Regions from separate parts of the Mus musculus genome. Here regions 1, 2, 3, 4, 5 and 7 are each linked to region 6. Evidence: chromatin contacts called from public HiChIP or PLAC-seq and promoter capture Hi-C data. All regions are on one chromosome and are shown on one strand. The core of a region is the stretch at or near the end of the contact, and the rest is flanking DNA. Distances in the headings are between cores, read along the strand shown. Region 1 overlaps 4930440I19Rik (RIKEN cDNA 4930440I19 gene). Region 2 overlaps Ppp1r1c (protein phosphatase 1, regulatory inhibitor subunit 1C). Region 3 has its middle 24 kb from the start of Gm46751. Region 4 holds the start of Cwc22 (CWC22 spliceosome-associated protein). Region 5 overlaps Ppp1r1c (protein phosphatase 1, regulatory inhibitor subunit 1C). Region 6 holds the start of Ube2e3 (ubiquitin-conjugating enzyme E2E 3). Region 7 overlaps 4930440I19Rik (RIKEN cDNA 4930440I19 gene).

Evidence for each region. Promoter capture Hi-C pulls out the DNA fragments that hold promoters and counts their contacts. HiChIP or PLAC-seq counts read pairs in DNA pulled down with a chosen protein or histone mark.
Region 1: a contact with region 6 is called in an H3K4me3 HiChIP or PLAC-seq map of neural progenitor cells, with 20 times the contacts expected there. The contact joins the enhancer-like site here to the promoter of Ube2e3 in region 6. A contact is called at or near these places in 5 of 39 promoter capture datasets (the 3T3-L1 cell line, 3T3-L1-derived adipocytes, cranial neural crest and 1 more), 1 of 484 Hi-C or Micro-C datasets (cerebral cortex), 11 of 115 datasets of contacts at active chromatin or transcription factors (cardiomyocytes, embryonic basal ganglia, embryonic forebrain and 7 more) and 1 of 9 other capture datasets (macrophages).
Region 2: an H3K4me3 HiChIP or PLAC-seq map of pro-B cells shows a contact between it and region 6, with 4 times the contacts expected there. The contact joins the enhancer-like site here to the promoter of Ube2e3 in region 6. A contact is called at or near these places in 7 of 39 promoter capture datasets (the 3T3-L1 cell line, 3T3-L1-derived adipocytes, the HPC-7 cell line and 3 more), 1 of 484 Hi-C or Micro-C datasets (the HPC-7 cell line), 2 of 115 datasets of contacts at active chromatin or transcription factors (large pre-B cells and pro-B cells) and 1 of 9 other capture datasets (macrophages).
Region 3: a contact with region 6 is called in an H3K4me3 HiChIP or PLAC-seq map of bone marrow-derived macrophages, with 8 times the contacts expected there. The contact joins the enhancer-like site here to the promoter of Ube2e3 in region 6. A contact is called at or near these places in 4 of 39 promoter capture datasets (the 3T3-L1 cell line, the C10 cell line, the HPC-7 cell line and 1 more), 1 of 115 datasets of contacts at active chromatin or transcription factors (bone marrow-derived macrophages) and 2 of 9 other capture datasets (liver and macrophages).
Region 4: a promoter capture Hi-C map of pre-B cells shows a contact between it and region 6. The contact joins the promoter of Cwc22 here to the promoter of Ube2e3 in region 6. A contact is called at or near these places in 23 of 39 promoter capture datasets (the 3T3-L1 cell line, 3T3-L1-derived adipocytes, the C10 cell line and 15 more), 12 of 484 Hi-C or Micro-C datasets (the AML12 cell line, CD4 T cells, CD8 T cells and 8 more), 18 of 115 datasets of contacts at active chromatin or transcription factors (the 230-238 cell line, the NIH/3T3 cell line, acute myeloid leukemia and 12 more) and 4 of 9 other capture datasets (adipose tissue, embryonic stem cells, liver and 1 more).
Region 5: a contact with region 6 is called in a promoter capture Hi-C map of the 3T3-L1 cell line, with 10 times the contacts expected there. The contact joins the enhancer-like site here to the promoter of Ube2e3 in region 6. A contact is called at or near these places in 9 of 39 promoter capture datasets (the 3T3-L1 cell line, 3T3-L1-derived adipocytes, the C10 cell line and 5 more), 1 of 484 Hi-C or Micro-C datasets (the HPC-7 cell line), 7 of 115 datasets of contacts at active chromatin or transcription factors (astrocytes, embryonic forebrain, embryonic hindbrain and 4 more) and 1 of 9 other capture datasets (macrophages).
Region 7: a promoter capture Hi-C map of hippocampal neurons shows a contact between it and region 6, with 8 times the contacts expected there. The contact joins the enhancer-like site here to the promoter of Ube2e3 in region 6. A contact is called at or near these places in 6 of 39 promoter capture datasets (the 3T3-L1 cell line, cranial neural crest, embryonic stem cells and 2 more), 1 of 484 Hi-C or Micro-C datasets (brain) and 5 of 115 datasets of contacts at active chromatin or transcription factors (astrocytes, bone marrow-derived macrophages, cardiomyocytes and 2 more).

The regions. Positions count from the first base shown.
Region 1 is chr2:78,187,351-78,191,245 of GRCm38.p6, forward strand. It overlaps 4930440I19Rik (RIKEN cDNA 4930440I19 gene), which reads left to right. Exons shown (of 7, transcript NR_108098.1): 6 at 587-768. Among named protein-coding and RNA genes, the nearest start is that of Gm14461, 48 kb to the right of the region's middle. Within about 2 kb of position 2,386, at least 25 of the 459 cell types and tissues checked have an H3K27ac peak or open chromatin away from gene starts, as enhancers often do. A contact at or near this core is called in neural progenitor cells, neural tube and oligodendrocyte precursor cells, where this site is marked.
Region 2 is chr2:79,740,632-79,744,328 of GRCm38.p6, forward strand. The region is part of intron 2 of Ppp1r1c (protein phosphatase 1, regulatory inhibitor subunit 1C); the gene reads left to right. Among named protein-coding and RNA genes, the nearest start is that of Ppp1r1c, 35 kb to the left of the region's middle. Within about 2 kb of position 1,835, at least 51 of the 459 cell types and tissues checked have an H3K27ac peak or open chromatin away from gene starts, as enhancers often do. A contact at or near this core is called in the HPC-7 cell line, pre-B cells and pro-B cells, where this site is marked.
Region 3 is chr2:79,608,915-79,612,960 of GRCm38.p6, forward strand. It overlaps a transcript of Itprid2 not described here. Among named protein-coding and RNA genes, the nearest start is that of Gm46751, 24 kb to the right of the region's middle. Within about 2 kb of position 2,482, at least 13 of the 459 cell types and tissues checked have an H3K27ac peak or open chromatin away from gene starts, as enhancers often do. A contact at or near this core is called in bone marrow-derived macrophages, where this site is marked.
Region 4 is chr2:77,945,083-77,949,087 of GRCm38.p6, forward strand. Cwc22 (CWC22 spliceosome-associated protein) reads right to left here and starts at 1,274. Exons shown (of 20, transcript NM_001362658.1): 1 at 1,068-1,274.
Region 5 is chr2:79,758,031-79,761,854 of GRCm38.p6, forward strand. It overlaps Ppp1r1c (protein phosphatase 1, regulatory inhibitor subunit 1C), which reads left to right. Exons shown (of 5, transcript NM_172420.4): 4 at 1,581-1,641. Among named protein-coding and RNA genes, the nearest start is that of Ppp1r1c, 52 kb to the left of the region's middle. Within about 2 kb of position 2,146, at least 17 of the 459 cell types and tissues checked have an H3K27ac peak or open chromatin away from gene starts, as enhancers often do. A contact at or near this core is called in astrocytes, where this site is marked.
Region 6 is chr2:78,866,471-78,870,328 of GRCm38.p6, forward strand. It overlaps Ube2e3 (ubiquitin-conjugating enzyme E2E 3), which reads left to right and starts at 2,577. Exons shown (of 6, transcript NM_009454.2): 1 at 2,577-2,935.
Region 7 is chr2:78,157,934-78,161,706 of GRCm38.p6, forward strand. All of the region lies in intron 2 of 4930440I19Rik (RIKEN cDNA 4930440I19 gene), which reads left to right. Among named protein-coding and RNA genes, the nearest start is that of Gm14461, 78 kb to the right of the region's middle. Within about 2 kb of position 2,373, at least 45 of the 459 cell types and tissues checked have an H3K27ac peak or open chromatin away from gene starts, as enhancers often do. A contact at or near this core is called in astrocytes, brain, forebrain and 2 more, where this site is marked.

The sequences.
Region 1 (3,895 bases), core at 1,136-3,635, 680 kb before region 6:
TGTAAAGTCCCTGATTTATTTGAAGACATGTCTAGCCACTCTTCCTGTGTTAGGGATTTATGAGATGTAAGCACACTCCTGGCTGTTAGCTTCATGAATCCTAAATTGAAAGTTACACTTAGGAGTCAGAAAAAAAGATTGAAATGTCAGTAATATTTTTTGATAAAGATAGATGGGAAGATATGGCTTACACTTGAATCTCAAATGGGTTTCTTCTCATTGTACCTCTTGAATTATATTGCATTCTTCAGCAGCAGGAGCAATAGCTGGCAAGCTATGAATCTCACTGCCCCATACTTCTATAGTGTAAAGCATTCAGCCAGGCTTGTAAGCCGACAATAATAAATATAAAATTCATAAATCATATAGGTGAACGCTCATGGGAACAATGGCCTTTACTTCATCCCCCCCTCTCTATTTCCAGTTAGAAGTTTATCAGGATCTGGGAGGTTCAGATTTGATGACGGTGGGTGGATCCAAAAATGTCTAAGAGAATGAGAGAATATTTTGTTTGTTTATTTGTTTGTTTGTTTTAAGATTCACAATGGATGCAGGAGATGGCAAGTTGTTTCTCCCTCCCTAACAGGTGACAATACAAAGGACAAAGGGCAAGGAATACAGACGGAGAAGCCGCTTAGAGTCTAGGATGGCAGAGGTTCTCTTGATCATTTCATTTTTGAGCGCTTGTAGAGCTTTGGTGTACCAGAGGTGCTTGAACAGCTTACCACACCACAGATGAATGGCCTTTGGATTTCTCCTAAGAAAATGGTAAGGTTGCTTCTGGGAATGTGGTGACTACATGGTATGTAGAGTGCCTGGGGGGTGGGGAACAGTACACCATTGTGGCATGAATGGACTCAAAGCTCCCACAAACTGTAGAATATAAGGGTTGTGTGCAGGATGCCTTCTGTTTGACCTAACAAACCTGTTCTTTTCATTTGTATCTTACCCTGAGCTCTCTTTTGTCATTTGACTTACTGTTGTATTTGGTCAGTGGAGACCCACGATGAGCTAGGGGCTGCTTCCTCTCTGGTTATCTTGGCCTGGCTCTGGCCCTTGAAAAGGCAAGGAAGATTCTGATGTTCCAGATTCTGGTAGCTGTTGTATTTCTACTTCTGTGCATGTTGTTTGTCACCCTTGACTATACCATTATCAGGTAAAACATTTTGCACCGTGACTTTGAATTATCATTTTTTGAGGGTGCCTTCTCTGATACTTAGTGATATAAGGTGTGTGTGTACGTGTGTGTGTGTTTCTTACCTCACAGATTCCTCTGATCCACAATCCTTCCTTTATTTTTGTTTTCAATCACTGTGACTTAGGAAGGAGTGTCTGTCCTTTTTCAGATCCTAGAGTGGGCCAGGAGGTAACTTGGCATTATTGGGATGATCCTCTCTAACCACAGTCCAGCGAAGAGAATTTTGGTTTTTGAACTAATTTTGTTCAGTGCTACTCAGCTCCCAGACCACACTCACTTGAACAAGGGGCTGCCTTTTCCCTGTAAGTGCTATGCTGGTGCGGCAAAGGCAAGGGGCTCCCTGTGACCTTGCTCATCACGTAAGGGATCGTGCCAGGACTGATGCAATTTTAGATTTACAAAGGTTCAGTCATAAAATGATGTGTATTTGTGGAATTGCTTCAAGACTGTCATCTCTTATATTCTTGCCATAGCTCTATGGTCTAACTTACTGTGTCTTGGATTAAAAAGATGTTAAACTAAATCATGTCATAAGATGTTTGAGGTATAGAAACCAATAGAGTAAGTGAATAGAGTTAGAGCATTATTTTGGGAGCAGGTTAACAAGAAAGCATTAAAAAGGACCCAGGACCTCTGTGCCTTATGGACTGTGATGTGTTCTCATTGCTTAGTAACATTCATTAGATGGCAGAGAGATGGAGAGAGGTATTCAATGGTACACGGTTTGTTAGCATCTTTAAATGCACTTTCCAATTCACTAAAAAGTAACACTTTTAAAATATATTATCACCTGTCATGTGGAATAAAGGAAGAATTCATTCATTTAAAGTGGCTCAAAACTTCTTAGCTTGTATTTATAAATCCTGACAAATATAAAGAAGATTCAAACAAACAAACAAACAAACAAACAATAAAACAACAGTGGTTAAGAAAACAATGTACTAGCTCGTAGATTTAAGATATATTTTAGCATCTCCAGACATGTTTCAAAGCAAACAGGAAAGTTACCTACAGCTTCTTGTCAAAGCATGCGCCTTAATTACTCCTTTGATTTGAAGCAGTTTATTTGCAGTGTCTTCCCCTGCTTCTTCTCTGCTGCTCAAGCTGCCCTGGGAAGGATCCGGGCTCCCCCAGGTGCTGGCAATCACTATAGAATGACTTCATAGTCCTGACCTCCCCACCCCCATGCCAGCAGCTGGCCTCAGCAGCTGCTCATGGTTACTGGCAGAGTCATTTCATTCATGCTCTGGGACAGCTGCTTGGGGTGGTGGCAAGTGTTTCTTTGGCTGTGGACAAAGGCCAGGTTCTACCTGCAGCTGCTTCAGAGATCTTCTAGATTTTCCACAGCTGGACAGGAGTACAGAGCTCAGACAGCCCCTTGCTCTTGCATCTGCCACTTAAGGGATCTCATGAAAGTCCTGATTCAATTACCATACCCTTGTCATCTGCCTAACTGATAGTGTGCAGTAGATACTGGAAAATTCAGGCAGTGAGCTTATTTAGTTTATTACTCTTCCTTTGAATGTAATGACTGTATTTAATGAGATTTCTGTACAATTCAAAGTAACGTGGAAGAATTGGCCTCTAAATTTAACTGCTTGGTCTGGTGGTTTCTGGCTTTGGCTACTCATTGCAACACTGGAAGCTGAAGCAATGCAAATGCCAAAGCTCACACTTAGAGATTCTGATTTTGATGGTTCAGGGAAGGTGGCAGCCTGAGCAACAGGATGCTACAAAGCTGCCCGGTGATATCTCTCTTAATCCACAGGTAAGAATCACTATCCCAGTTTGATCAGTGGCTAGGGTATAGCCTAGAATTAGGGCAGGTCTAGAGGCTCCATCTGTCAGCACTGGCCTTGGGGTATGCACTTTTGGATTCTACTTGGTGAGTTTCATTATCGTATCTTTAGCACCAGGTTTCATACCACAAATTTTGCCTCCCTGTTTGCCCCTGCCTTAGAAGGTGAAATTTTGCTTTTCTGATACTACCAAAGGTTGGCAAGAGGATACAGGAGACAGACCCTTGGTTGCTAGAATACAAAGTTTCTGTAGGCTTAGTTCACAGGGAGCTTCCTGGTGGCAAGAACCATAGGGCTCTGTGTAGCCTCGAGTTTCATCATGCTGGACCTAGTTCAGATCGCCTTCCCTCTTCCTAGTCCAAGCAGAAGAAGAAATCTTTCTCTAAGCTTTGTTGTTTGGATTTGAGAGACGGAGAGAACATTTTTCTTTCTGTATTTTTCAACATTATTAAAAACCTCACACTGTGGTCTCTTCCCCGACTCCTTTGGCTAATGGTCTCTGCGGACAGATGTTCACAGAAGTGTCCAGTTTTTGTCCCTTCTGATGTTTTAATTCTTTTCTTAATTTGTTATTGTTCCTGCCCACTGTGGCTTGCCTCCATTTAGGAAAAACCTTGAGGAGATGAGAAACTAAGACAAACACCAGCTCTCTTATTATATCCATTTCAAAATGATGTTCTATTCTGGTAGGTTATGATTCTTAGAAAAATTGAAAGGCTTAAGTAATTAAAAATGCCCTTCCATGGAGGCAAAGCAGGAAGGATAACTCAGAGGAGGCCTCTTGCTCACCTACTGTAATTTGGAGAAATTAAACAATAAATGAAAATGTCTGTGATGTTATGAAGAAATCAGAAAGTCTAATAAACAAATAAAGCTTGCAATTAGGAGTAGTAAAAAG
Region 2 (3,697 bases), core at 585-3,084, 870 kb after region 6:
AAGAGGTCTGTAAACCATTTCTATGACCCCTTCATAACATAACTGAATTTGTCTCCACATATTTTCTATACCTGGGCACAGCAATCTATTTTGTATGTGTGCCCTGTTCTTCATGCTGTTCTTTCTTCCGGCGAGGAATTTTGACTTTTCAGGGATGCAGTCCTTTCATCTTTGTCTCTTCAGGCTTTCATTTAGGGAAACTTTTGTGACTACAGACTAGGGTAGATATTTTTTGTATGCCTTTGAACCTGTGAACATCCCACAGCACATTTGTTCTCTAATTTATCTATTCAATGAAACATTTTTAAGCATGTGTCTAACAAGGAAACTTTCATCTTAGAGCAGATTTTACAGGATGATACTAGCAGAGTATGGTGGTTTGAATGACAATGACCCTATTGGCTCATATATTTGAATGCTTAGTCCACAGTCCGTAGAACTCTTTGGGAAGGATTAGGAGGTGTGGCCCTGATGAGGGAGGTGTGTCAGTGGGGTTAGGTGTGAGGTTTAAAAATGTCTAGTCATTCCCAGCTACTCTGGCTCTCTCTTTCTCTGCCTCATGATTGTTGTTTCAACTTGTCAGCTCTCAGCTACTGCTCCAGTGCCATGCTTGTTCACCTGCTGCCAGGCTCCCTGCCATGATAATCAGAGACCCTACTACCCTATGGAACCATGAACAGCAATCAAATGCTTTCTTTCTTTTTTTTTCTTTTTTTTTAATTAGATATTTTCTTTATTTACATTTCAAATGCTATCCCGAAAGTTTCATATCCCCTGCCCATCACCTACCTATCCACTCCCACATCTTGGCCCTGGCATTCCCCTGTACTGGGGCATATAAAGTTTGCAAGACCTAGTGGCCTCTCTTCCCAATGATGGCTGACTAGGCCATCTTCGGCTACATTTGCAGCTAGAGACACAAGCTCTGGGGGTACTGGTTAGTTCATATTGTTGTTCCACCTATAGGGTTGCAGACCCCTTTAGCTCCTTAGGTACTTTCTCTAGCTCCTCCATTGGGGGCCCTGTGTTCCATCCAATAGATAACTGTGAGCATCCACTTCTTAGCAGGCACTGGCATAGCCTCACAAGAGACAGCTATATCAGAGTCCTATCAGCAAAATCTTACTGGCATATGCAATAGTGTCTGTGTTTGGTGACTGATTATGGGATGGATCCCCAGGTGGAGTAGTCTCTGGATGGCCCATCCTTTCATCTTAGCTCCAAATGCTTTCTTTTATAAGTTGCCTTATTTGTGACATTTTGGCACAGCAATAGAAAAGTAACTATGATGCAGACGATGAAAAAAACTAACTTATTGTAATTACAATAAATTCTGCAAAGGGTTCACAGTTGCCATTAGAGTATATAACAAGACAGATGTAACCTAGTCTAGAGACCAAAGAGGCCTTATAATTAAATTAACATATAAAGAAGAAAGCAAGGAAGAGAGGAGATTTACACCGAGATGAATCTCAAGGTAGGAAACAGGATGTTGCTTTTGAGGAACTGAAAAACAGCCTTTGAGGGTAGAAAGCAGAAGTGGATCAGACAGTGTTTATCACATCGACTTGACATCATATACTGATAGACTACACTTCTGAGGACAGTGCTGCTCTGGTCTTCAAATGGAGAATTTAAGAAAGTCACACACATTACAATGACAACAAATGTTCAGGATTCAAGTATATCCAGGCACCCAGAAGCAAAGCATAGTATTTTCAAAGTATTCAAAACAGGAAAAGTGTAATTCCCCCACAATTGATAGTTTGTTAATAAAGGAAATGAGATGTTTTTTTTTTGGTTCTATCCTTTCTGATTTGGCCTTAAGTTCCTATTACCAAGACCAGTAGAGTTTGGTACCCAGTCTTGTTTGTGTGGGAAGGGATGGAAGGATTGAGAGAGTATACTATCTACCATGTCCACAACAGTCTGATAGGAATCTGAATTCACTCACCTTTATTCCTTCCCATCTGGCTGGCTTTATAGAGTTTATTATATAAATGAATGCATGCTTGATGACAAGATGGTGATTTCTCTACAAAGTTAGGTCTTACATTTAAGTGCCTAAGTAAAAATTCTTTTTCTCATTTCCACAACCCTAAGTCACTGTTCAACTTAGTTTTCATAGAATAAATATCTAGTTAGTCATACAAGTGCCTTAATATTAAAAAAAATTGCTGTGAGGAATTATGAATATTTTTTTCTGTAAAAACTTTACTTCCTGGCATTCTTACTGCCAATTCTAAATCCCCTAGGGGGAAGAAAGCTTAGTTTGTTTCCAAGCCCAGAATGGTTTCACTGTAGGAATCCATAATATGTTCACTCGTTTTATTATGCCTTTGATCCATTTTCCCAATTTGGGGGTGAGGAAGCAATCACACACAAAGACTGTGATTTTAAAATGGAAAATAATTTTGAATTATAATACATTCTGCAGCTCACAAGTTGTTAACCACACAAGTGAGCAGTAGGACTCCACTGTAAGCATCTTAATATTTTATTCTCCTTTCAATATTTTTCTCCAGATTTGTTAAAATTTGAACTTATTTGTTATTCTCTCATACTTTACCCTCCAACTGCAGTTTCCCCTCCTTCCTTTCTTCCCAGTCCTTCTCCTCTACCTCCCCTCTCCCTGAGATTCACTTCTCTTCTGATTTTCTTCAACAAAGAACAGGCCTCCCAGGGATATCAACCAAACATGGCATAAACAAATTACAATAAGACTAGGCACAAACCTCTTCTTAAGGTTTGATGAGGCAACCCAGGAGGAGGAAAGGGACACAAGAGCAGGCAAAAGAGTCAGAGACAGCTCCTTATCCCACTGTTAGGAGTCCCACAAGAGCACCAAGACACACAACCATAGCATAGATGCAGAGGACCTAGGTCCAATCCATACAGATTCCCTGATTGTTGCTTCAATCTCTGTGAGCCCCTATGAGCCACGCTTATTTGATTCAGTGGACCATGTTGTCCTGGTGTTCTTGACCCCTCTGGTTCCCATATTCCTTCTCCTCTTCCATGAAGTTCTCCAACCTCCACCTAATGTTTGACTCTGGGTCTCTGCATCTGCTCCTATCAGTTGCTGGATGAAGTCTCTCTGATGGCTATTAAGTTAGGTTCTGGTCTACAAGTATAGCAAAATCATTTTGTTGACTTTAGGCTGGGATATCCAGCCTCTGGTTTCTGGTCCTCCAGGGAATGTCAAGCATGGGCTTCCTCTTGTGGTCTGGGTCACAAGCTAGGCCAGTCATTTGTTGGCCACTCCCACAAGCACATCTTTAGTGGTGCCACCTTTACTCAAGCCCATCTTGCAGACAAGACAAACAGGTTGAAGGTTCTGTGGCTGGATTTGTGTGGATTTCCAGTGGAAGCCTTGCCCGGTTACAGAGGGTTTTTGTTTTTTTGGGTTGTTGTTGTTGTTGTTTGGTTGGTTTTGTTTTTGTTTTTGTTTTTAAATTTCAAACTTTAATTCTTGTTGATGATTCAAACCTGGAAAGGTAGATTTAGACAGACTCAGGAGCAAAGTGAAAACTCATCATTCATTTACATAGGCTGAAAACCTAGAAAATAATATGCAAGGGAAGAAGATCAGGTAATTAGTTTAACTGCCTAAGGCTGAATACACAAAGGTGAGAGCTAATCCCAGGGAATGAAAGGAACAGTTGACTGCCCTGGCTGAATGGGAAAGGCCTCTGAC
Region 3 (4,046 bases), core at 1,232-3,731, 740 kb after region 6:
GAGAAGCCTGCATTAGGAACTGTGGACATAGCACAAGTGCTCAAAGCTCCACAATTTCAGCCTGCCTTGCTCTTCAGCCTTTCCCATCACGTGCTCACATCTCAGCAACTTTCCCTCACTCTCCCTTTGATCTTTCTGTGTCTCCACCTGTGCTCTCCCATTTGGGTAGCTTCCTTTTTTCTCCAAATTTTAAATGCATAACAGATTTATGTACATTCTCATTTCTGTGTTGGGATAGAGCATAGACTACTTTTAATAGGACACTTTTAGGTATAACAGACTGTCTAAAAAAAAAGATTTTTAATGATTTTATTTTATTTTTCAGAGAACTTAGAAGGGGGCTCGCTAAGACTCACCAGCCCCACTGAAAGCATATTCAACTTTGTTTTAGTTAAGCCCAAGGCAAATACTCTACTGCTGAGCTACATCCTCAGGCCCACTGAGGGATATTTTAATATGACATATCTAGAAAAAACCGATGAGTTTCAGTTCTTGCTAGAAATTTTGAAAGTATTCTCAATTTTGTAGATTACTCTATTTGATATTGTATTTTAGGAATATAATGACTAATTTTGTGATTAAGAAGTTACTTAAGGAAAAAAGAATGTAAGAATAAAATTTGGGGTTTGACTCTAGAAATCAGTTTGGTGGTTCCTCAGAAAATTGGACATAGTACTACTACCTGAGGACCCAGCTATACCACTCCTGGGCATATACCCAGAAGATGCTCCAACATGTAATAACGACACATGTTCCACTATGTTCATAGCAGCCTTATTTATAGTAGCCAGGAGCTGGAAAGAACTCAACAGAGGAATGGACACAGAAAATGTGCTACATTTACACACTGGAGTACTACTCAGCTACTAAAAATGATGAATTCATGAAATTCTTAGGCAAATGGATAGAACTAGAAAATATCATCCTGAGTGAGGTAACCCAATCTCAAAAGAACACACATGGTATCCACTCACTGATGAGTGGATATTAGCCCAGAAGCTCAGAATACCCAAGATACAATTTACAGACCACATGAAACTCAAAAAGAAGGAAGACCAAAGTGTGGGTGCTTCGGTCCTTCTTAGAAGGAGAACAAAATACTCACCGGAGCAAATATGGAGATAAAGTGTAGAGCAGAGACTGAAGGAAAGGCCATCCAGAAACTGCCCCACCTGGGGATTCGTCCCATATACAGTTACTAAAGCCAGACACTATTGTGGATGACAAGAAGTGCATGCTGACAGGAGCCTGATATGGTTGTCTCCTGAGAGGCTCTGCCAAAGCCTTACCAATATAGAGGTGGATGCTTGCAGCCAACCATTGGATTGAGCGCAGGGTCCCCAATAGAGGAGTTACAGAAAGGACCTAAGGAGTTGAAGGGGATTGCAACCCCACAGGAAGAACAACAATATCAACTAACCAGTCCCCCAAGAGCTCTCAGGGACTAAGCCATCAACAATGGCTCCAGCTGCAGAGGATGGCCTTGTCATGCATCAATGGGAGGAGAGGTCTTCTTTGATCCTATGAAGGCTCAATTGATGCCCCAGTGTAGGGGAACTAAGGGCGGGGAGATGGGATTGGGTGGTTGAGGGAGCACCTTCATAGAAGCAGGGGGAGGGAGGATGGGATAGAGGGCTTCTGAGGGGGGACTGGGAAAGGGAATAACATTTGAAATGTAAATAAAGAAAATATCCAATAAAAAAGGAAAGAAAAACCTAACAAAACAAAACAAACTCAACAAACAAACAAACAAAAGATTTGGGGTCCGTAGGACTTATGCATGGTCCAGAACCAAGTGGATTCATGATGAAATAATATGGCTTCATGAACTGTGCGGCTTTGAGCAAGTTACTGCATGTTTTTAATTATTAATACACTATAAAGTACTCACTAACCTCACTACTGAATAAGGTTGTACTAAGCAATAGGATAATGCATTCAGGGACTTAGAAAAAGCACCAAATATATATTTGAGTGCTTACTATCAACTCCACACAAAAGGCAATGTGAGCTCATTTTACAGGCAATGGAATGAAGCCTGAGATTCTGCGACCTGCTCAAACTAACTTGGCAACAAGCTACAGACTCTGCAACTTCAAAACCTTTTCTCCACATCCATGCTGACTCACTGCCTTCATCTTATCAAACTGTGATAATGGATGAGTAAGTCACAGCCCCTAAAGACAACGTATTGAAGAGGAAGTAAAAAGAGAACAGACTTTTTTTTTTTTTTTTTTTTTCACATGAGCTTTTGGTGTACTGTTCACAGGACTCTAACCCAGGGCTGGGGGCTGGCTTCCATGGACATTTCTAACTAACCCTGGTCTTGAAGTGTGAGCTGGAATTCGATCCTGGGCTTGGGTGGGACAGAAGATGCCATGAGCAGGGCATCCAGGGGGAAAGGGCTGGAGAGCTCGTTCTGCATGTGAACGTGCAGAAGCTGTGGGAGGATGGGGACACTGGTACTGCGCAGGTCAGCGTGACGGAACACGGAGTCTCGGGTGAGGGGAAGTCTGGTTATAAAAGGCACAGTAGGAATGTAGTTCCTTAATCAAGGACACTACCGGAAAGTGTACACAATAATGTATATTCTGGGGTCAGGCATCTGCACCTCAGGTGTGCAGGCTGGTGTTTATGGACACTGAGGCATGAGTTAAAGTTCTCTTATGTATTTTTAATCTGTATGTGTCTGACCTCAGTCTTGCCGAGGTCAGACGTGCCTATAGATAATGTGTATTCTGTAGGAAAATAACCTGATTAACAATTGAGAGAAATGCTTTTCTCACTTCCAGGAATTCTTTCCCCAGGAAACTTATCCACATTAAGATCATATGCTCAATTGTCTTTGTTTCTAATGGGAAACAATCTTCATGACTTCTTGTGTAAAGCTATTGTTTTGAGTGTTTGATTTAGCCATTCTTGTGGCAGGAGATCATTTATGAACCAAGATTCCCAAGCTTCAGAGAAATACCAATTTAAAAACCACTGTAAACTCCACTCTTCAAGATAGAGCACCTGAAGGCTGATTACCAACAGTAGCCTTCCAGAATCAGGGTAAATTTACCATTTCAAACTCGTTGAGATAATTACAATAAAATGATTTGGATGGTTGATAAAATTTCAGCAAAATCGCTTATCAATTTTGAAAAACATCTTGAAAGAAGAAATGGTATTTCACTAATTCCTCCATGTGTAGCTTATACACAAGTTACTTGTATGTATCAGTATTTTGAACAATACAAGTATTAATCTCAGAGTCAGAAATCCTGTTATGTGGTATTTAACTCAACTATATGAAGAAAGTATATACCAAATGCCAGGCACTTTTCTAAACATTAGGGATGCCAGAAGATTTAGTTGGGCCCACAAAAATCCCTCTCTCTTTATGTAGATAAAAACAAAATTTTTCATAATGAATTATGATAGGTACTAAAATACAGGCATGAATTACATACATAGTAGAGTTGATACTGAAGATAGGACACCTTCCAGCCTGGACTAACACAAGCTAATTAGGTAACTCAGCATAATTTTTTCTCCAGTAACTAGAAGGGAGGACCGAAACTCTATATAGGTCAGGGAAACATCTGAGTGGTGCTAATTTGTCTAATGTTTTATCTTAATTCCAATGAATGATAACATTATTGGGACTGCCAGCTCCCTGGTCTTTTAAAAACACCCAGCTTCCATAAGTATTTTAAAACTAAACTGTACACTACACATCTGGGATTTTTAGGTTATGGAATATTTCATAAAAGACTGTAAAAGTCAAATCAGTAGCATGGTATTTTTGAAAGTATTTTATGCAGACATCATAATTGATAGGCACTAAGATTTGTTTTAGATTCTAAAAATGTTTCTCCAAAACTGTAAAGTATATCTTGTTGTCTTTGAAGCAAGATATTTCATTGTGAACCTTTGACCTATTTTCCCTGCAATCTGAATTCCCACATTCATTATGAATAGAAGAAGAAGAAGGATGCATTTCAGTCTGGACACTCTGTACATTAGAAACATGAAGGGACGTCATTTGGATGGATAATCAG
Region 4 (4,005 bases), core at 24-2,523, 920 kb before region 6:
ACCTTTAATCCCAGCACTCAGAAAGCAGAGGCAGGCAGAACTCTTTAAATTTGAGGTCAGCCTGCTCTAAGGAGTGAGTTCCAAGACAGTCAAGACTACACAGAGAACAGGAAAAATAAATAAACAAAAGGCAGTTTAAATACAGAGCACAATTAACAGAAAAGGTAGCTCATTTTCACATGTATGGATCTTTTTTGCCTTCATATACATATAGGGACAGTTCAAGTTGCTGGTGCAAGTGGCTATCAGCAAGCAGGTATCCAGTCCCCTGAATCTGATATTATAATTTGTTGTGATCCATCTTGTGGGTGCTTGGATCGAACCTAGATCCCTCTGAAAGAGTGCTTTTAACCACTGGGCAAACTCACCAACGGCTTGCCGGGGCTCAGTTACTGTTTCTATTAATACCTTTCCCCAAATTATTCTTCCGGGGGGCGGGGGGGCGAGTTAAGTGGCTACAATGTATCAAAAAAGTCTTGCATTTAGAGCAGGTCAAACAGCTGGCACAGTGCTGTTTGTACTGTAGGGCCTGCAGCTCGCTAGGGGCAGGAACTGCAAACCCATGTTTGGAAGTTGCAAATAGTAGAGGCTTTTAGAGTTAAGGTTAACTACGTATGCGACCTAAACACAGAAGATGCGAAACATGGATCACTAGGGCTAAACATGACAGGGGTTCAGTCAAGTCAATGAAAACGATCCATAAATGAAAATGTAATAGAATTGGCTACTGGGATAAGCTGGAATGAGGCAAACGCGTTACCAGAATTTATTAATGCCAGCCCCGGGACGCCGACTGGGGACGCGACCCAGGGTGCTCCCAGGAGAGGTGTTCACCGACAACCCAGACCAAGGCCCAGACACGCACGCCCCGCCGCCGGCGCTAGGCCCAGCCGGCTCACACGGCACCTCGCGGGCCGCCGGTGGAGACGGCGCAGCCACATGAGGAAAGCAAGGCCCACCGGGCAAGCGCCCACTCGCAAGTCCCTGCCCTCTCCACGCGACCTAGCAACCCGCCGCCCCCACTCTGGCTCCTAGTCTATCCCGAGTCTTCAGAGTTCCGTAATTACCTAAAGCTCCACCGCGCCGCCATCATACCGGAAGAGCGTCAGTTCCCTTTCCCGGGTGAAAGTAGCGCGAGAAATTAGTGAAAAACTGGTAGTGAATTGGCAGGTATGTGATACGATTAATGATAATGCGGTATAGTAACACCTTGAGTCAAAGCAATCCAGCTAGTAACACTGTCATTCCTTACAAAGAACACGAGAAAAGAACATGTGAGTCCGAGTGAACTACAAAGTCCAGCATGCTCTGGCAGCGCGGACGGAAATGAGTTGTAGTTGGACCGCAGTGCATGACGGGAATTGTAGTTCGTTCGGATAGGAGGTCACACTAGAGACACTTTTGAGAGCTAGGTTTTCGAGGCATGCTTCTTATTCTAACACTACTCATCTTCTAAAGCCATAAAAAGTAGCTCTTAGTAGACACCGTAGCTTTTCTTTCTTTTTTTTTTTTTTCAGTGTAAAAGCTTAACACTAAGATACATACTATGAAACTACCGCAGAGGCTTACTATATAATACCTTGCCTGAAAATAATAAAAAAAGTAGCGATCCCTTTCAGATTTTTGACAGAAGCTTTACCAAAAGTCTGTTTGGGAGAAGAGGGGAAAGTGACAAAATGTTTAGTATCTATTAAGTTCCAAGATTTTAAATTCAAGTGAATGGAAGACTATCTGATTATAAATGATATGTTGTAAGGACAGTGAGAAGTAAATTGGAGGCCCAACATGGTGGTGTCTGCCTTTACTCCAAATATTTTGGAGGCTGAGACTGGCACTGTGTGTTCCAAGACATCCAGAGCTACATAATGAGCCCCTGTCTTGAAAGAGAGAGAGAGAGAGAGAGAGAGAGAGAGAGAGAGAGAGAGGAAGGTGAAAAAAGAAAAGAAGCAAGTTGCCTGGCGTGGTGGCACATGCCTTTAATCCCAGCACTCTGGAGGCAGAGGCAGGTGGATTTCTGAGTTCGAGGCCAGCCTGGTCTACAAAGTGAGTTCCAGGACAGCCAGGGCTATACAGAGAAACCCTGTCTCCGAAAATAAATAAATTAATTAATTAATTAAAAAATTAAAAAAAAAAGAAGCAAGTTGTATTTATGATACTTTCAGGGTTGGAATGTGAAATCTGTAACGAGTTTAGAGCACTGGCCTCAATTATACTGTTTCCTTAGTCTTTGATTTTCAGTGTTACCAAAAGGTAAGTGTTAAAGAGCATGCTAATGTGATTGGAAAGCTCTTCCTAAAACAACATCATCTTTATATTTCAAAGTATTTTGTAAACCAGGCCTGGCTTCTCCAAGAATTTTGTTTATTTTTTAAACAGGGACAAGGTCTCACTATGTAGCCCTGGCTGGCCTGGAACTTACTATGTAGACCAGGCTGGTCTTGAACTCACAGAGATCTGCCTGGCTCTGCTTCCTAGGGGCTGGCATCAAATGCCTGGGGCAGTAAGCTCTGCTTCTTTATTATAATTTTAGGGTGATTGAGCTTTCAGCCTTTTCCTAGAGATAGTATGACTTTGTTAGCGTTTCTCCTGCTATAAAGTGACACCATGACTACAGCAATTGTTATATTCAAACAAACAAACAAATGAACAAACAAACAGCCAATCTAATTGGCTTACAACAGAGGTTTATTCCATTATTGTGATGGTGGAATTCATGGTGGGGAGTTTTATGGCATCTAAGTAGTAGGGGGGCTAGAGAAGGAGTTGAGAATTCTATATCTAGATCCACAGACAGCAGGAGAAGACGTTCAAACACTGGCCAGGCGTGGGCATCTGAGAAGCCCACCTCAGTGACACACTTCCTTCCACTGCACCAAGTCTACCTCAACAAAGCCACACCTCCTAATTCCTGTGAGTCTATGTGGGCCATTTTTATTCAAACCCCCACAGGGTGTAAACAAAATAAAAATCCTGGGCTAGGCACTTTAATCCCATAATTTAAGAGGCAGACCTGTGTTCAAGTGTTCAAGGCCAGCCTGATCTATATAGTCAGTTCTCAGCCAGCCAAGGCTACGTAGTGAGCTTTTAATACTAGTACTTGGGAAGCAGAGGCAGATAGCTCTCTAAGAGTTTGAGGCTAGCCTGGTATACAGAGTGAGTTTCAAGCCAGCCAAGGCTACATAGCAAGACCATGTCAAAAGCAGAAAGAAAACAAGGCAAATCAAACCAGCAACAACAATATCAATAAAGCAAAGGGAATAATAAAATTCTAGAGCTGGTCCTCACTGTGTATTAGAGTTTCTAAAAGAGCAGTTTTGATAGAATGAATATATAATAAGAGATGTATCAGGCTGGCTTAAAAGATGTGGTATGAATAATTATCTTAGTTAGGTTTTTATTGCTGTGAAGAGACACTGTGACCATGGCAACTCTTATGAAGGAAAAGATTTATTGGGGCTGGTTTACAGTTTCAGAAGTTTAGTCTGTTATCACAATGGACAGGAAAAATGGTGGCACTTGGGCAGACATGGTGCTAGAGAAGGAGTTGAGAGTTCTACATCTTGATCTGCAGGCACCAAGGAGATTATGTGCCACACTGGGCATAGCTTGAGCATAGGAGATGCCAACAATGACACACTTCCTCCAACTAGGTCATACTTCCTAATAGTGTCACTCCCTATGGACCAAGCATTGATTAGGTCTCTGTGGGCATACCTATTTAAAACACCAAAATAGTCCAAGGACAGCTGCCTCACAGTGGAAGGGGCAAGAATTCTGTTGTTCCTCAGTCCATGAGACTGCAGTCTCTGTATTCCTGTCTGGTGTTGGGAGTCCTGGAAGGCTCCTGGAGAGCTGCTGTTTTTCACTCTGTGTTGGAATCCTCAAGAAGTTGGATTCAATACTGGCAGCAACAGGATAGACCAACCTGCTATTGATGGAGAAGGTGAAGACAAAAAACAGTTTCTCTCCTCCATGTCTTTTTATGTGGGCTGCCCCCAGGAGGTA
Region 5 (3,824 bases), core at 896-3,395, 890 kb after region 6:
GCTTTATTTTACGTCAGTAAATAATAAATATTATCTAGATGGTGATTTTAAGGACAATTTAGCTTACACAAATGTGCTTCAATTCAACTTAAAATATCAAAAAATAATTTCTACTTTCTTTAAAATTCTACACCTCAGATTCTTTCTTATATGAATGGAAACATAAAACCACCCCTCAAATATGTCTTGTAACTATTTATACTTCATTTTTGCTCAGCAAAGATTACATCGAACACTAGAACTCATTGAACTCTCACTAGAACCTTCCAGCAATCACATTAAAATATGATTTAATATATGTATATTTTTATTTTTCCTTTTGACACAAAGTCCCAAGTAACCCAGGACAAGGTCACTAAATGGTAGTGGCTGGCCATGAACTTTTGACCCTCCTTCTTCCATTTCTCTAGTAGTAGGATTACAGATATACATAGCTATACTCTGCTTTTTGACATGACAGAGGTCAAATGCTAGACAACACTACATTTCTATCCTTTCAATAAAAAAAAAGTTTTTAAAAATTCACTTCTTTAATTGTTAAAAAAAATCACTTGGACTCAATCTGATTGATGAATGAACTATATAAATAAAAGAATAAATTTCCATAATATAGAGATGATTCTACATGATCATAGAATGGTGGTTTTTGACCCTAAAGTATGCTCTTATTTTTAATCATTTTAAAAGTAAAACTTGATCTGGGGTGTTTAGGTGACAATGCTATGTAGCAGTTTTGGTAAGAAAGGACTTAGCTATTGGACAGACAAAAGAGTATCAAACAAACAAAACAACATCACCATTCTGAATAAAATCAGGGTTTAGATTGAACGTGGCAACTTAAGATTGCATTTATAAATGAAGGACTCAAATTTTTCCTTTGGAACCCTCATTAATTGCAAAGGCAGATAAAATAAGTATACACACACACACACACACACACACACACACACACACACATATATATAATGCGTATATATTATGTGTTTATCTCTCTAGTTAGAGATAGATAGATACCACTGGCATATTTTTGAAATATACTTTGTATAAGAACTCATGTATTTTTGCAATTGAATTACTATCCTTTTATTTCCTTAAAACAAACTAATCTGTGGGCAAGCAAGACAGCTCAATAGGTTAAGGCACTTGCCACCAAGTCTGACACCTCTAGTTTGATCTCTGGGGCCTACATTGTAGAAGGAAAGAAGCAACTCTACAAATTCTCCTCTGACCTACACACATGCACCACAAAATGTGTACACCCACAAGTATACACGCACAACAAACAAATAAGTTCAATAAAATTACATACACTGTGAAACTAATGTTAGTAATGAAATTTTTAAAAAATTAAAAATCGTAATATGTGTAAACTTGATGATGAAACATACCCTCTGGTTTATATAGCTTGGTGGTCTATGGTATCACCAAACATGCCCATTACTCATTACAGCTACAGCGCTACTTCCAGACAGGAAGTAGCCTCACAAAGCCCTTTGAGATACAGCTCTTTGTCTACTTCACAGGTCTGACAGCAATGTACTTTTATGCACGTCTAATGCTTTCGATTTCCTTGTCCACAGTCGCAGAATGCATCGCCTAAGCAAAGGAAGCAGAGTGTGTACACACCACCGGCCATGAAAGGTACTGCTAGGTACCACTTCGGGGTGTCATGAGTAATGGGTGTAGGGACTGGCGGGCCATTGGTCTGCTGATTATATGTGCTTGTCTCTGCTTTGCTTCCAGTTAAGGGTGGAGGTCAGGAAGATTTTACCTCTCTGAAGCTTTGTTTCATCATGGAATAAATAGGTACTTGAAGAATTGGTGACTTGGAGAGTCTCAGAATCTTAGAATGGGAAAAAAAATCAATTTTCAAAATAACGACGATTTTTTTTCTTTTACCTTTGTTTATTTTTCTCCTTTGAAAAAATTATCCTCAAATCTCTAATTGTTCTTGTTGATTGGCATGTGATTATTAGTTTGTTTTTTTCCCTTAAGGTAAGCAAAGCAGAAGTGCTTGGTCTGCGTGGAAATGTAATGTCAAGAATCACCTCTCTGCCTTGTGTCAGGAGCAGATCTACTGAACCCAATTGAGCACCAATTTGCTGTACTCCTAACGGCTGCCCAGATCACATCAGAGAATGCTGGCTCAGAGGCTGGCGTCTTCCCAGAACTTCTCCCCAAAATTAGAACTGCCAAGTAACATTTAAGTGTATCAGTATTTCGACAAATACTAGTTCCAAGAAAGGCTTCTTTTCTTTTTCACACAAAAATGTTCCTGACACAAGGCAGTGACTGTTCAGGCCAGTATCTCCCTTCCAGCTTGGCTCCCTGGTTGTTGGCTCAAGGTTCATCACACTGCCCTCCAGCTCTGATTCAGTGTGGAAGAAGCTGGTGGGGAAGCTTAGAGGTCCAGCCCGGGCTAGAGCTTCCACTGTTTATACTCTTTTCGGGGAGATGGGATATAAATGGACCCGTAGCTACTTTCAGTAAACGTCTGTTCTGTGCAGTTATAAAAGGTTGTGCCTGTTTGTAGGAAGAAGGATAAATAATGCATCCATCTGTGTTGTAGTTTATCCCAAGGCAATTATTGAATTCCTAAGTATCACTGTCTAAATATCAGTATAGAGTTTTCAAGATGGTTCTTCATTGTGAGTGCTTTTTATTTTTCAAGACACGTCAGTTTTGGCATGAATAGACAACAATGAAGATGTATGTGAAGTTGCTCAATTATTTCCTCTGTTCTATTTTGGGTTAGCTTAAGCTAAATAAAGTAGTACTGTCCTCATGTCCTCAGAGAATAACTATATTATTTTGAAAGGAAAATCTTAAACTCAAAGGCCTAAGGGGACATGGTGTTCATTATTTTTAGCTCTCAAATATCCCAAGAATGCGGGACTCTAGCATTCAGAGAAGCTGGTTATATTGAAGCATTTTTAGTATAACTTTATACTGCGGAGTCCAGAGATTGTTCTTCAACAACTGCAGTAATGAGTTAAAAAGCCTTAAGGATGTATAGCCATTCCTTCAAGGAGGCATTGGGCATTGATACATATAAGCTAGTAAGGATCTATGTGAGTTTTCAGCTTATGATAAAAGAAAAAGCCAAATTGGTATGATTTTTCTCAGTGTATCTGTTCCTAAGAGCTGGAAATGTGTGTGTGAAAACCAATGTAACCAATGGTAACCTATGGTCTATTGTGAGCACAGAGAGGAGATTTAATTATAGGAAAGATGGCTGAACAAAGGGAGTGTTCTTGAGATGCGAAACACATTAATACAGTTGTGCCCAAATGAAAGTTCTTCAGGCTGCTGTTCCATGTTACAAAGGTGAAGGTAGGGTGGTTTTCTGGGTGTGCAAAGCACCAGCGGAGGAGATCAACATGAGTGAAGAAAAAAATGTGCTCTGAGGCAAAGTGTACAATGGCTTTTTGAAGGAGCCCGTGAAGGAGCGGCTAGATAAACCAAGAAGGCAGAGCCTGTCTTCTCTTTGAGGAGTTACTGGGTAAGGAGACAAGACAGAAAGGGATGATGAACTTCACCCTACTCCTGCCCTACTAACCTACAGAGTTATGTACATTTTTTTCTTTTGAAATTACCATAGTATAGACAGTAGGCTTAAGAAAGGGCATACTGAAATGAATTCCTAGGTATCACTGTCTAAATATCAGTATAGGGTTTTCAGGGGAGGTCAGGGGAGGATTTCCCAGGAAGATGCAAAGAGGAAGACAGGAAGCAGAGCCTAATGTCATATTTCCAGGCACAGAAGGAGGTGTTGGTGACACCCTCAAGATCTCCATTTTGCAACTAACTACTAAATTTCTTCA
Region 6 (3,858 bases), core at 1,327-3,826:
CTAGAAAAAGCACCTGACCAGCCCCGTTAGTAAACTGAATGGGTGTGTGTGTGTGTGTGTGTGTGTGTGTGTGTGTCTGAGTACTTAGTCTTGTAGTGGCAGAGGCTTCTTTCTCTAACCTTACAGATCCTTTCAATGGTCTTCCTAGCTTAACGACATGGAAAGTACTACCTGTTACATGCCTAGTAAGTTCTTTTTCTTGCTTTCCCTTTGCCCTGTGTTAGGGATCAAATCCAGGCCCATGAGCATGTGGGCAAACACTTTTTTATTGAGCTATATATCCCCAAATGGTTTTCAGATATTTTACCAAGAACGTTTTCTTTATTGTATATACTTTCTCCAGGCCTACAGATCCCTCCAGGCTCAGTCTAATATAACTTGTCTTGGTTCAAGCCCATCACCACAACTCTGAGCTGCATTAATAACTCAGTTGTTTAACTTTAAAGAAACTTTTATTACATAAAGGTTGTCACATATTTGGACACCTCTCTAGGTCCTGTGGACCTAGCACAGGACACCTCTCTACTTTGTACACAGTTGCTCTCACTCTCCAATCTCATTTTCTTTCTCCTGTAATACAGTATTTCTTAGTCTTTATCTATTTGCTTTCTGACCAACTACACACTGAGCAGAACAAGTGCATTCCCAACTGCTTAAGAATTTGGTAGTTCCCAAATACTCCATCGATCTGGGCTCCATGAAACCAAACTCGCCAAAGATTCATGGACTTTTTGTTAACAATTAGCCTTTGGGCCTTCAGGCTATTTCTAGGGTATTGAATTTCCCTGAGCCTCTCACCTTTTAACACACAGCCAAGCTGCATCCACAACAATGCCCAGACTCAACACTGGCTGCCTGCTACTCAAGCAGTGTCTGTTACTTAATGTAAAGTTACTTAAGAGTGTTACTTAATGTAAAGTTGGGAGATGTCTGATTCAGACCCTGCCCATCTGCTCCCTTTCATTCTGTCAAATCGAAGTGTTGGGGGATTGATCCACAAACAGACCATTATCCCTCTTCACACATGACTCTGTTCAAACTGGAACACCCTTCTCCCCATCCAGGTGAATGTCAATAATGGGGTCTCTTTCCAGTCACTTGGCAGAGCTCTTGTCGGGGAGGGAGTAAGGAGACGGCTCTGGACACACGAAGCAGTTTATGTGCTTAGCATATACCAGGATATAGCTCGCTTGTGTAAGTTCACTGAATCTGTATCTTTGAAACGTTACAGATGTGACTTATTTATAGTTTCGAGTATTTTTTTTTTCTTTTTTTTACCAAAGCTCTTCTATTTGGAGGAAAAATAGTATGTTGGCTCACTTCTTTTCATTTTCCTTTCTCTTGAGCATTGGCTCATGTCTTATGGCTCCGCCATTCTAGTTTCTTCTGTGAACTCCTCCTCCCAGGACCCCTGGCCCTGAACACTCTTGAGAGAGGAATGCACAAATTCCTTCGAGGTTCCATCACTGGAACATGGTCTCAGGAGCGGCAAACAGGAAGTTTCTGGACTTCTGTCTATTTTGTGCTTGGGGCAAAACTGGACTCCACTTGGAAGATTCCGCAAAAAGCAAGGCAGGAGTAAACCAGCAACCTTCCTGATTCCTATCTAAAACTTTTAATGAGGACAGTGTCATATAGAGTCAGTCCCTCCATGGCTTCTCTATCCAGAAGTGGTCTCTCTCTCTCTCTCTCTCTCTCTCTCTCTCTCTCTCTCTCTCTCTCTCTCTCTCTCTCTCTCTCTCTCTCTCTCGCAAAGCAGAGCCCGCCGCCAGACACATCGGGTTATTGCCCCTAAACTTCCTCACTCCACTTTTTACATCTTGAGCGGGACATTTAAAACACAGTTTGGGATTTTGTAAGTTTCCAAAGCGTCCAGAGGGCAGTCCCCTTTTGGCAGCGCCATTGCAGGACGGGAGCCAGAGATTAGCCGAGGTAGGTCCCCTGGTCTCAAAATCCTATTCACCTCGCTCAGAAGCCCAGGACTCTACCTTGCTACTTCCTTCAGCTCAGAGGGGCCAGAAGCAGCTTTCCTTTGCCTGCGTGCCTGGCCTCCTCAATAACACCATTCATCGCCTGCCTCTCGGGGCACCGGGGAAGCCCCAGTCACGCGCCAGGGTTCTCGCTCAGGTACGGGATTCCCGGGGTAACCGCCGGCCCCTAACCTCAGGGGCGGGTAGTCCACTGGGCAGCGTCGGCCCGGAGGCGGGCTCAGGCCGGAAGCCACCCGCGGCCCCGCGAGACCGCGCCCCCGCCCCCGCCTCCTCGTCCTCCTCTTCCAGTACGAGCTCGGCGGCCAAGGGCGCAGGGGCCAGCCCGCCGGTCCCCGCCGCGCTCTTTGTCCCGGCCGCGCGCGGGCGGACGCGTGCGCATCTGCCCCCCCGCCCCCCAGCTCCCCAACCTCCGCCACCCCCCGCCCGCCACCCCCCACCCGGCGGAAAAAAAAAAAAAAAGAAGGCGCAGCGGGAGCGCGCTCGCGCGGGGGCGCGCGGGAGCCGCTCGCGCCCCCTCCGCCAGGCAAGCAGCGAGCACGCGCGCCGCCGCGCCCGCCCCTCCCCCGCCCGCCCGCTCGCTCGGAACTTGCTGACTGCGCGACCGGGAGGAGCCGAGCCGAGCCGAGCCGAGCGCAGCGGCGGGAGGCTGAGCGCGCGGGGGGCTCCCGCGTCCCTGCGCCTTCGCCTTCGGCCGGCAGAGCGCCCACCCCACCGTGGCTCCCGGAGCGCGGGGCGGCGCCACCCTCCGGCCGCAGCGCGGCACTGCACGGCCGCCTGCGACTTTCGATGTTCCACACTCCCGGGCCGGAGCCTCGGCGGCGGCTTCTTTTCCCGCCCCCCCGGTGCCCCCCCCAGGCTGCCTCCATTTCCTCAAGGAAGGTTCCTCGGCGCTCTCCCTCCCCCACAGCGTAGCGGCGCACGAGCGGGCCGGGCGGGCGGCCGAGGTAAGGCGGCGGGGCCGGGGCCCGCGTGGGGGGCGGCGGGGGCGGGGGCGGCAGCTTTGTTCGCGCCGGGCGCCGCGCTCCTCAGTCCGCCGCGCTAGTCAGTCAGCGGCGCGGGGCGGCGGGTCCCGCATCCCCCGGCGGGCGGGCGCAGTGGCGCGGTCCCCTGCGCGGCCCTCCCCACAAAGGACCGCGGAGCTGCGTGGCCCAGTGCTCGCCCCGGGGCGGGCCGCGCCAATTTGTTGCACTTCTGGGGGTGGGGGGTGGGGGAGGGCTTTTGTTTGTTTGTTTGTTTTGCCCTCGGGGTTTTGGCCGCTTTGCGGATTTTTTTTTTTTTTTTTAAAATAACAAAATGTCGGTCGGTGAGGGAGGAATTGAGCGGGGAACGTCGATGGCACCGGGAGCTTTGCAGAAGGTGCAGTTTGGAGCCTGCCCTTCCCCGGGTGGCAGCTCGGGCTCGGCCCGGTGAATCCTCGCCGCCGGCCGTGGGGACGGCTGTGGGGCGGCTGCCAGTTGATTTTTTTTTTTTTTTTAAATTCGAGTGCTGTGTTCAAAGGCTTTCGGTGCGCACGGGAGGACCCCGTCACCGTAAATAAGCATATGGGCGACTAACGGGGTATGTTTTTCCTCTGGGAAGGAGGATTTGATCGCTCAGACCGGTGTCAGCCTGTAAATATTTAGACGGTATTAGTGACTTCTGAACATTCTCGGCGAGATCTGTTATTTACAGTTGTCATATGTTATTAATGCCCGTTGCCCAAGTTCCCTGGCAAATCTGTTTCATGCCTTCTGAGAAAGTAGACAATTGATAGATTGTCCAAGGGATGGGAAAAAAATGTGAGTGGGTTTTCCAACTTGCATTTTGGTAAATCCCTCAACGCCTGCATTATAAATTATGATACGTATCAGATTCCCTGTAACGTGCT
Region 7 (3,773 bases), core at 1,123-3,622, 710 kb before region 6:
TCAGCTTCTTCCAGCTTTTTCTGTAATTCAACCACAGGGGTCCCTGGCTTTTGTCTATTGGTTGGTATATCAGCATCTGACTCTTTCAGCTGCTTGTTGGGCCTCTCAGAGGGGAGCCATGCTAGGCTGTCCTGTCTGTAAGCACACCATAGCATCAGTAATAGTGTCAGGCCTTGGAGCCTCCCCTTGAGCTGGATTCTAATTTAGGCCGGTCATTGGTCCTCCTTTCCCCCAGTCTCCTCTCCATCCTTGTCCCTGCAGTTTCCATAGACAGGAACAATTCTGGGTCAGAGTTTTTGACTGTGGGACAGCAACCCTCATCTCTCCACTTGATGCCCTTTCTTTCTTCTGGAGGTGGACTCCATAAGTTCTCTCTCCTCACTATAGGGCATCTAAGGTCCCTCCATTGGCTTTTTAAAGCATCCTTAGTATAACTTATGCTTTATCCTTCCCTCTCCCTCTGTGTTGTCACTCTTCTTCCCTCCCAGATATGTCTTCCTGTCTTGCTTTTTTTTTTTTCATTTCCTCCTTCCTAGCAACTGGAAACTATGTATTTGCACAACTTGAGAAAATTTCTTTCTTGAGTAGTGAGCAAATTTGGCCTCCTATGACTGTACTATTTCTTATATATCTTTATAAGCTCTGATTACTGTGATAAATAGTAAAAAAATTTAAAGAGAACAAAAGTTTCAGTTGCTATTTTAAATGAAGTTTTCTTTTTACTTTCAAGGATTAAGAATCATCTGTATGTCTGTCTCCCGAGAGGCTTTGCCAGTGTCTGACGAATACAGAGGCAGATGCTCAAAGCCAACCATTAGACTGAGCATGGGGGGTGTCCACGATGGAGGAGTTGGAGAGGAAACTGAGGACCTGAGGGAGTTTGCAGTCCCATGAAGGAAGCAACAGTGTCAACAGGCCAGACCCTCCAGAGCTCCCAGAGACTGGACCACCAACCAAAGAATACACATGGAGTGACCCATGGTGCTGGCGACATATGTGGCAGAGGATGGCCTTGTTGGACATCAGTGGGAGGAGAGGCCCTTGGGCCTGAGGGTGTTTGATGCCCCAGTGTAGGGAAATGTCAGGGCAGGAAGATGGGAGTAGGTGGGTAGGTGGGGAATCACCCTCAAAGAGACAGGGGGAGGGGGAGGATGGGATAAGAGGTTTCCTAAGGGGAGACCGGGAAAGGGGAAAACATTTGAAATAAAAAAAGAGAATCATCTGTATTATATTGTTTAAAAAAGACATCCCAACAATACCTAATGTTTAGCATGTAATGACAAAGCTTTGAAATGTAAAGGTAAAATTGACTCCTATGATGGTGGTTTGTTATTTTATTTATTTTTATTAGGTATTTTCTTCATTTACATTTCCAATGCTATCCCAAAAGTCCCCCATACCCACCCCCCCAATCCCCTACCCACCCACTCCCCCTTTTTGGCCCTGGCGTTCCCCTGTACTGGGGCATATAAAGTTTGCGTGTCCAATGGGCCTCTCTTTCCAGTGATGGCCAACTAGGCCATCTTTTGATACATATGCAGCTAGAGTCAAGAGCTCCGGGGTTGCAGACCCCTTTAGTTCCTTGGGTACTTTCTCTAGCTTCTCCATTGGGGGCCCTGTGATCCATCCATTAGCTGACTGTGAGCATCCACTTCTGTGTTTGCTAGGCCCCGGCATAGCCTCACAAGAGACAGCTATATGATGGTGTTTTAAATGTTTTCTAAATTTCTTGAAAGCAAGTTCAAGTCATAGTTAGAGAAATTTAACTGGGCTATTCACATACTGTGAGTCTTTTCATGGCATATTTTGCAATTTGCTGTGATTGTAGACGTTCTGGTGAGCAAAAATTTGAGTTCAGAAATCGGGATGAAGTGTGGTGATGAGGGTGGGTGGGGATGGAAACCTAGGGAATAACGGAGGTGTCAGTTCTTGCTGCTGGAAGTGTGCTAATAGAGTGGCATCAGCTTCTCCGCGGCCCTGGATCCTGGGCACTGGAGAGTTCCGCTCAGAAACCAGTGGGAAAGTCATTTTAACCTCCCTAATTATCACTGTTTTTGTATCTATCCCACTTGGAGGGTGCTCCATGGAAGCCAGATGGCTGCAAATGTTATCCTGCTTCACAAGCATGGAGGTTTCTGTATTGCTGCCAAAGCCATTGTCAAAATGTCCTATATCAAAACAAAACAAAAAATAAAATCCTCTGTTTTCCAAACTTCTGAAAATTCCACAATAGCTATAAAATACCAACCCCTCTGTTAGGTTTTGGCAGCTAAAGGGAAAAAATTATCCATTCCCTAAGCATCTTGTTGTCTGAACCAACTGAGCAGTGGGGCAGCCAAAAAAGGAATTGCATCATTGAGAAGCTCATGAATTTTCAAACAAGCAGCCTTTGGAATGCAGAACTGCTCATAAGGGGCCAAGTGGAATGGGCTTAGTGCAGACATAAGCCACTCTGGAATAAGGGGGGAGGGGATTTGCAAAGCACAAGCCATTTTCACCCTTAGGCAAAGGAAAGAGGTGCTTGTGTGTGACTGTGGATGCAGCCAAGGTGTCTTCTAGATACTAGAAGCACAGGGATCAAAGGCAGTTCTCTCTGAATAAGAAAACAAAATAATAAAGTAGGGCTGGATCATTTCAAACTCTAAGTGGTAGTAACATCCAGAAATGGAAGTATTAAGAATAAATTTATCATCTCTTGAAACAGAGGGCTGACTACCTCTTATTAACTTATTTTAAACCTTAAGTGCATATAGCGGAAAGGAAATGTTTTACAAATGAATGCTGCAAATATATAATCTGCAAGGTGACACATTTAAAAAATACATGATGTAGTGAGACCAGTCTCCTAGGTACTCATTCAGAACCTAAAATATGCTCTGATTATTGGTTAAAGAATTGATCTTTTTTTTTTTTTTTTTTTTTTTGTAAAAGAATTAGGTTAAAATGAAGAAAGAATTTTTTTTCCTTTGAGAGTGAGAATTGGAAGATATTTTAGCTGAAAGTCCTAAAAAGGCAAATTAGCTTCTAAAATGTTATTACCTGATACTACAAGCCCATGGTCTGCTGAGGGCCCATTACTGTTCTTAGCCTTGCTTCAGTGGCAGGCAGGCCAGTCCTACTCCCCCACGCCCCTTCTGCCTTATTCCCCAGCTCCTTAGTTTCTCAGTTGTGACATTGATGTTAGGAACATTAGGAGTTTACAGGTAGAGTCTTCAGACCAGGTGATGACATGATATTTAGATATTTATTTGGTATAAATTAAGAATCAACCCTTGTAATTTTAATAATAGAGGCTGGAGGCAGAATCAGGTTTGAAAAATAAAGCTAGATTGTAATATGTAGCTGGCATACGTTGGTCAACTGGTAGAACATTCTAGACCAAGTACTATTTCTTTGAGGGTTCATTATAGGGCCATTGCCAGAAGCCTGCTGGCCCAAATCCATGGTAGTCCTTGAAGAGGCTGACAGTGGAAGCTGTCTCATGGCTGCACTTGCCACAGCTGGATAGCAAGTATATCTGAGGGAATCCAGGTGGTGCATCTCTGAAATTACTTGTTAGGCGAAGAATAAGAAATTCGGCTAAGTCTCATGGAGCAAACTGCAGGTGTGGGTCTAGCTGCTAGGTCTTCAGAGATAAAGATTTGAAAATGAGTGTTAGGAGACCAACAAGCATGACCCAGAACCTAAACAGAGGCATATTCTCAACCACACCTCCAGATCCAGGAGAGAGTCTGACTGACTGACATAAATTGGATGGAATGTTGACACCAAGT